2 separate regions of the Sus scrofa genome follow, and region 1 is linked to region 2. The links are chromatin contacts, called in public Hi-C maps. All regions are on one chromosome and are shown on one strand. Each heading gives the region's core, a stretch centred on a gene start, on an enhancer-like site or on the middle of the called end of the contact. The rest is flanking DNA. Distances are from core to core; before and after follow the strand shown.

Region 1 (4,049 bases), core at 1,191-3,690, 2.3 Mb before region 2:
AGCATAGCTGAGAAAATTCCCACTGTTCGCTCAGCTTATCGTTCTTAGTGAAAGACCTCAGCTCACATAATTTCAACTCTACAAATAGTCTGTGTGTTTTAAAATACCGAGGGGGGAGTTCCCATTGTGGGTCAGCAGTAACGAACCCGACTAGTACCCATGAGGACGTGAGTTCGATCCCTGGCCTTGCTCAGTGGGTTAAGGAGCCGGCGTTGCCATGAGCTGTGGTGTAGGTCAAAGATGGGCTCAGAACCTGAGTTGCCGTGGCTTTGGTGTAGACCCCTACCTAGCCTGGGAATTTCTATATGCAGTGGTGCGGCCCTAAAAAGACAAAAACTAAATAAAATAAAATAAAATAAAATACTGAGAAGCATGCAGACAAGTGGGTGGAAGAGGGAGACCAGTGAAGAGACCATTTAAGACCAAGGAGAAGACACAGCTGTCTTCAGGGGTGTGCGTTCTCTGCAGTAATACTGGGCCCTCCCTGTCCTTGGCTTAATGCTCTGCTGTCTTCATTTCTAATGAGCCTCAAGGAGCCTTGCATTTTCATTCTGCACTGGATCCCACAAATTATGTAGCCAGTCCTAGGAGAAGATAATCATGTATTTGAGTGCTCATTATGTAAGCAGCATACAAGTGGCAATGCTGCAACTGGAACCCAGGCTTCTTGGGTCCAGAACCATGGGTCTCAATCTGTCACAATGCTTTCTGAGACCGGGGGCTGGTAAGAGCTGAGAGGAAAAGAAAGAATAAGAAATGTTTCGGAGTTCCCGTCATGGCTCAGCAGTAATGGGACCCAACTAGTATCCATTAGCATGGGGGTTCCATCCCTGGCCTACCTCAGTGGGTTGGAGATCCCATCTGGCATTGTCATGAGCTGTGTTGTAAGTTGCAGACATGGCTCAGATCCCAAGTTGCTGTGGCTGTGGTATAGGCTGGCAGCTGCAGCTCTTGATTTGACCCCTAGCCTGGGAACTTCCATATGCCAAGGTAAGGCCCTAAAAAGACAAAACAAACAAACAAATAAAAAAACAACAGGAAGAAAAGAAATAACGCTTCTTCCGCCAGAACACTATTCTCCACTCCTCTGCTTCTCCTTCCCTCCAACTCTCTTCCCAGTGTCAATGCCTTGTTCTCATGGAGGCCTTTTCTGATCTCTAAATCTGAATTATGGCACCCTTATTCTTTTATTCTTTATTGTCCTTTAAAGTACTCATCAGAATTATGTATTTGTATGTTTTCTGGAGTTAATGATAATCCATCACTAGACTATTCTCTCAATGAGTGTGCAGAGACTGGTTCATTTCCTTATGCCTAGTAGAGAACCTGGTACATGGTAGGTATTTCATAGATATTAGCTGGAAGGTGAGTTCACAGAATGTAATGACAGGTCAGATGGAACAAGAAGCCTGGAAGATGATGCAGGGATTCCCACCTGAGTGATGACTATAAGAAGTTAGGAGTGGGGCTGGGATGGTTAAATGGATTGGGGGTGTGTTTGAGGGTTTGAGTGCTTTTCGGGGGGGGGTGTTTTGGAGAAGGCAGTCATCCACTGGCAAGCCCATTCTGACTCCCCACTACAGCCTGGGTTAGAGGCTGACCACAGTCCCCCTTGGCAGACTTCTGTCATCAGGCACCTTGTACCCACGCCCCTGGGAACTTGCCATTCCCCAGACTGGGAAGCTCAGGGGGTTTTGGAGCAGTGCTGCAGGCCTCATCGCTGGATCACAGGGCCTCCAGTGGTGTGTATGCAGCACAATAAATTCCAGTAGAAGGAAAGAGGAAGGAAGAAAATGTGGACAGGCACTCGGGAGGGAGGCTGGGATGGAGATGTGGGAACTGGAGTGGAATTAGAGTCAAGATTGGACTCACAGGGGCCTATAGACAAGGTGGACACAGGACTGCTCCGGCACCCCGAGGAGGCCAGACACAGAGCTAAGTGCTTTAGTCACATAATTGCATTTACTCTTTTTTTTTTTTTTTTTTTTCTTTTTAGCCACGGCATATGGAAGTTCCTAGGCCAGGGGTCCAACCTGCCACGGTAGCAACCCGAGTCATAGCAGTGACAATGCTGCATCCTTAACTTGCTGAGCCAGAAGGGAACTCCCTACGTTTCATCTTCGTGGCTGCTTTGAAGCAGTCATTATTATTCCTACTTTGTTAAGAAAACTGAGGCCTAGAGAGGTGTTGTGATTTGCCCAAGGTCGCAGAGCGAGTGAGCAGTGAAGTCTGGATTTGACCCGGGGCTATCGGCCCCCAAGGGCGCACTCTTCCCACTTCACTCCTTGCCTCTCACCAGTGGCTCTCTGCTTTCTTACTCCTTCTCTCCTCCCCTCCGCTCCCTCGGCCGCCCCGCCCACCCCTCTCCTCCCCTCCCCCCCTCCCCCCTCCCCTCTCCCCCTGCTCCCCTCCCTCCCTCTCGGCGGCGGCGGCAGCGGCGGAGCCACGTGGTGGGGCCGGGAAGCCGCGGCCGCCGAGCGCTCGGGCGGCTGCCCCAGCTGGGCAGTGAGGCTCTGCGCTGCGCCGCGCTCGGTGCCTGCGCTCCCCGCTCCGCGATCCCCGCCAGCCGCCTCCGGGCAGGAGGCGCGCTTGGCGGCCGGCCGGCCAGACAAAGGAGGTGCGGCGCGGTAGAACCGGCGCGCGGGCGGACGGACCATGGACTCCGAGCGCGAGCGGCCGGCTCCAGCCCTGAGGACCCGGCGCTCCCGGGCCCGGCCCTAGGCGTCCGGCCCCGCCGCCCGGGGCGCCCAGCGGGGAGGACGCAGAGTCCGCGCGGCGCGGAGAAGGCGGCGGCCGCTGAGCTAGAGGGGCGCCGCGGCGGACCGCGCGCGCGGCCCCCAGGGCCATGGGCAAGTGCAGCGGGCGCTGCACGCTGGTCGCCTTCTGCTGCCTGCAGCTGGTGAGCACCGCGCGCCCCGGTGCGGGGCCGGGTGGGGCGCGGCGGGGCGGGGTCCCGGGGCGTGCGAGTGGGGTGTTGTGTCTGTGTAGGGGTGTCGGGGAGCGCCCGGGTTGGGGGGGTGGCCTGGAGTCACGGAGCGGACGGGCGGAGCCTGCTCCTGCTGGCCGGGCTGTCTCTTTGTGTGCGCTTCTCGCCCGGCGCTCCCCAGTCCCCGAGTGCGTCCTGTGCGCGAGTCCCTGGCCCGCCCCGCGCCTGGGGCTCCACGCGTCTGGCCCGCTCTGTACCAGTGGCCTCCTGTTGGGGAGATGCGCCTTGGGACTGTGCCTCACTGGGGTTGGGGGTGTGTCCGAGACTGGTGTGTGGATCCGTTGAGGTCCCCGCCGTGTGTTTTCCTCTAGACCCTGCGCGGGTCTCTGCCTCTGGTCTCCGCCCCTGTGAGTGTTTCTCACAAAGTCTCTGCTCCTGTGTGTCTCTCCCCGGGTTTCTCCTTGATCTCCAACCATTTCTAGTCCATGTTCATCTGTGCGTGTTGCGATCTTAGACTCCAAGAACCGTTCACTCCTTTGTGCTGTTCCTGCCTCCCTCCACCCTCCTGACTGGGCAGGTCTAGGAATGGAGAGCCACCTCCCTGGAGAGGGTCGCAAGGAGCTACCAGGTCCTGGGCCAGTCTGATCCACCAGGTGTGGGACCTCACTCCTGGCTTTGGCTGTGGTCACTGGCTTTCCTTCGGTCATCAGTTCCATCAGGACAGGGGTGGTGATGAAAGCAGGGGGACAGGCAAGACCAGCTCCTCTGCCTGGGCTGCCACTCCTGGGGGTTGAGGATACTTGAGTGTCCTGGGGAGGATGGGAGCATGTGTGGACACTTTACCTAAACCCATCTCTGCAAACTCATGGTCTTGTCTCAGGGAGGCCAGTGGAGTGAATTTGGGGGCTGAGAGAGACCAGCTCTGCCCTTCAGTTCTGGCTTGGGCAGGTGAATTTGGGAAGGTGGTTAAGGAGAGGCCAGGATCTCCTGCCTGCCCTAGAGCTGAAGCCCATCAACTAGGGGGTCTGGAGGCAGACCTCCACAGGCGGAACTCAGTGGGAGCTGGGAGAGCTGGAGCCTCACTGATGCCTGACTCCACCATCTGGGTCTTCACTTGTGCCTG
Region 2 (4,176 bases), core at 1,268-3,767:
AACTATGTCAATGTTTTAAAAAATATAAAGTACTACAGAATGTATTTTTATGCAAGTAGCCTACTATCAGTGTTTTCTTGTCTACAAAAGCAAGAAGAAAAATACCTAGGCCAGCATGATCTATCATTCAGAAAACTGGCCCCTGGGTACCGGGGTTCTGAATACATAAAGTATTCGTTCACCAGGGAGTTCTCGTTGTGGCTCAGTGGTTATTGAATCCGACTAGGAACCATGAGGTTGCGGGTTCAATCCCTGGCCTTGCTCAGTGGGTTAAGGATCTGGCGCTGCCGTGAGCTGTGGTGTAGGTGGCAGACTTGGCTTGGATCGATCCCAAGTTGCTGTGGCTGTGGTGTAGGCCGGCGGCTACAGCTCCGATTAGACCTGTAGCCTGGGAACCTCCATATGCCGCGGGTGCAGCCCTAGAAAAAAACAAAACAAAACAAAGTACTTTAGAGTTGGCCACATTTCAAATCTCTCATCTGTATTTTTCAATTACTTGATGTTTTTAGCACGCTGCTTTAGTACTTGGCACAGAGTAGACACTTGATAAACACTGTCAGATTGATAAGGAATCCTGTTATTTCTAACTAGAACCCTAAGGAAACCTACGACCCTCAAAGAGAAAGAAGAAACTGGAGGCAATAAATAAGAGCACTATTATATGGAAATCTATTCTGCATTTTGTCTTGTTTACATATTTACAGTCTCATTCCCCTGTTAGAATGTAGAATGTAGGAGAGAAATGACTGCATCTGGCTTGTTTCAGTCATATATTTTGGGAATCTAGAACCCTGGCATGTAGCAGTGTCTTACACAAGAGTTATGGGCACACATGAGCTTTGAAAACAGACCTGAATTAGAGTCTTGGCTTCTCATTTAACAGCTGCGTAACTTTAAGACAGTTACTATGCTTCTCTAATAATAGTACCTAGCTCAGGGGTTTTTGTGATTTTGAAATGCTTATTACCCAGCAGATCATGATCTGTTTATATTTACCAAGCATATACCATATGCCAAACACTGTTCTAAATGCTGAATGGGAATTAATGGCACTTAGTCCTCATCAGAACTCTATGAGGTAGGTGCTATTATTATCTCCATTTTTATGGTGAAGGACAGGGAGAGGCTGAGTAACTTGCTCAAGGTCACACAGCACACAGAGCGTTCAAACCCACTCTGGCTCCAGAGTCAGCAACACATTATACTTCCTCTCAATAAGCCCTGAAATGTTAGAATTTATATCATTGTAATAATTATTATTATTTTTTTTTTTTTTGTCTTTTGTTGTTGTTGTTGTTGCTATTTCTTGGGCTGCTCCCGCGGCATATGGAGGTTCCCAGGCTAGGGGTTTAATCGGAGCTGTAGCCACCGGCCTACGCCAGAGCCACAGCAACGCGGGATCCGAGCCTCGTCTGCGACCTACACCACAGCTCACGGCAACGCCGGATCGTTAACCCACTGAGCAAGGGCAGGGACCGAACCCGCAACCTCATGGTTCCTAGTCGGATTCGTTAACCACTGCGCCACGATGGGAACTCCTGTAATAATTATTATTAGGGGTGAGAAGCCTCTGACTCTCCGAAGGATGTTTACCTTCTGAATGACACCTGCAGTTGATCTACTAAGGGAGAACTGAGAAGACAAGAGGGGAGGAGAGAACATACCCAGTGAGGCGATTTCGGATAATTTTGACGCTCATCACAGTCTCTCCCATGGTGGCAAAGGCTCTGGAGATGAAGTTCTCATCCATGTAGGGCTCCAGCTGCGCAAATATAAGAGCAGAGCAGTTCAGGTCAGTACCCAGGCTCCTCATTCCCGGATCCGGAGCCCCTCCCTGCTCAGTCCAGGGTTGGGTGCACGCTGCGGGCAGGAGTAGGGTGAGGGTGAAGAGGTTTCCATCCACTCCGGCGTTCCCAGCCTCTTGCCTTCCTTCCCTTCAAGGCTGCTCCTTTTAGGAAGCCTCCCCCTTGGATTTAGGAACCCCATTCCTGCAGTCCTCGAACCAAGGCGCACTTCAATCCTTGGGATTCTTCCCATTCTATCCACGCAAAGACCCTCCCTTTTTCCCTCCCCAGAATCCAGGCTGGGCTGGGCCCCACGACCCCTCCCCCTCCGAATCAGCCCCCGCACCTAGATGCTAGGGCCTGCTTCGGCATCACTAAAACAACTCTCCTCATTCTCTTCCACCCTTTTGGGATCCGAGGACCCCTCCCCCTCAGACCCGGCCCCTTCACCTACACGCTGGGACTTGCTTTGGCACCACTGAGAACTCCCCTCCCCATTCACTGCCACCCTCTTGAGAGCCGAGGACCCCTTCTCTTCAGACCCTTTTGCCCTCGTGACACTATATTTCTCCTCCGCTGAACCGGGCGGCCGCCCCAACTCACGTCGCCCATCCACAGGCTGGCCGCCATGCCCGAGGCCCCGCCAGGCCTACGCGAGCCTCAGAGGCTGGCGCGTACGCCGCTCCGCGGGGTTGCGGCCTCCACGGCGCATGCGCCCCCATCGCCTTCTGCGCACGCTCGGCAATTCGGCGCCCAAGGCAACGCAGACTGGCGGGTCCGGGTTTTTCCGGATCCCTGTGGGCGTGTCTCGAACCGGAGCCTGCGGGATGGGGCGGGGCAGACACCGCCTTGCGCGGGACCGTGGGGGGCGTGAATGACTGGCTTTCTCCGGACTCTTTCCGGCTTTAAACACACGCGTACGTATAGAATTATAAAAGTAGTGTATGTTCATGGCAAAAACTTAAAATAGAAGCATATTTCCTAAAGTGAAAGATCCCTTTTGGAAGCCTGGACGATCCAGTTCCACTAACTATGTATGACCTCTGGCAAATCACTGGTCTGCCTCCGCCACCCCTTCAACCTGCTTTTCTCAGGTTACGAAACGGAAAGGACAGGATTTCTGTTGACGCTGGACTGGCATCCTTCCATCATTCCCATGCATAGAACTAGGCTGTGGGAGGGGAGAGGAGGGGAGGGCTAACCAACCAACAAACAAATCAATCCCCATCTTGTCACTCTCTTGCGTCTCACGTTCCCTACAATAATCCAAACCACCAGAAGTTCTAACCTCTCCCAGGAAGAGACTTGCCATAGAAGGCCTTCAGCAGACTCGATTTCGATGGCTAGATAATCCTGACAGTTTGACTCTTCGTCTGGGAAGGTCCCAGACCTCAGCCTCAGTTTGATGCCCTTTCCTCAGAATGTGAAGATTCTGTAGATGATGATTGTCATCTCCAACACTGAAGCTCATCGCTTGATGGAGAATCCATTTCCCAGGCTCCTTCTGGGTTGATGGCCACTTATGTCCTTCCTTGCCAGTTCATATATTCCAAACTTATGTTGTTGGGGCCCAAAGTCAAGCACTCTGAAGTCTTGAGATTCAACCAAGTTGCCACATTTCCAGCTTTATCCTATTCATGGCCGTAGTAGTGTAGCGGTTGGGTGCTTCAACTACACATTTGAACAAATGGAGCCCAAATCCCAGCCCCTTCCAATTGTGTTGTTGTTATTAGCGATGTGGGTAACAGCAATGCTTACCTCATACCATGTTTGTCGTATGGAGAAATTGAGAAGTTGAGAAAGCACTTGGCCTAATGCCTGGCATCCAGTAAGCTCTCCAACACAGCAGCTGGAGGACTTGGAATTATGACTGATAACTCTTGAGTACTAAAATTTGCCAGCCCTTGTGGGGTGCTCTTTGATTACTATTTTTAAAATTTATTTTACTTGTGCAAGACTTGTAAGTGTTTATTTTTAATTTAAAATGTAAGCTTCATCAGACAGGATTCCTTGTTGTTTCTAATCAAATTCCCACAACAATGTCTGGCATATGGGAGGCACTGAAAACATTTTTGAATTTGTCATAAATACTAAACAGTTCTCTCCTATCCCATCTATCCCTGCCCCTGAAGGCAACCACTTCCAAATCTTTTCCCTAAAATCCAAGTATTTCTAAATAACATACTTTCTCTTCATTTGTGGTTTCAGATCTTTTTAAGGACTGCACCTCATACATACACTTCACCATCTTGTAATTATAATTTTTCAAAATATCAAACACTTACATTATTATGACTTTGTAAACATTATTTATAGCTGAACCATATGGGGTGATTACATTTGTTTTCAGGTAACCAATTCAGGTTGGAGGAGAATGGGGGAAAAGATAAAA

Evidence for each region. Hi-C and Micro-C count contacts between places; a contact is called where the count stands out from the background.
Region 1: a Hi-C map of undifferentiated spermatogonia shows a contact between it and region 2, with 8 times the contacts expected there. The contact joins the promoter of NKAIN1 here to the promoter of TRNAU1AP in region 2. A contact is called at or near these places in 9 of 47 Hi-C or Micro-C datasets (embryonic fibroblasts, epiblast stem cells, fetal liver and 6 more).

Annotation. Positions count from the first base shown.
Region 1 is chr6:87,824,207-87,828,255 of Sscrofa11.1, reverse strand. NKAIN1 (sodium/potassium-transporting ATPase subunit beta-1-interacting protein 1) reads left to right here and starts at 2,440. Exons shown (of 8, transcript XM_003127748.5): 1 at 2,440-2,899. The coding sequence starts at 2,846.
Region 2 is chr6:85,565,771-85,569,946 of Sscrofa11.1, reverse strand. It overlaps TRNAU1AP (tRNA selenocysteine 1-associated protein 1), which reads right to left and starts at 2,517. Exons shown (of 8, transcript XM_005665150.3): 1 at 2,388-2,517; 2 at 1,665-1,762. The coding sequence starts at 2,414. RCC1 (regulator of chromosome condensation) reads right to left here. Exons shown (of 11, transcript XM_005665141.3): 11 at 4,086-4,176.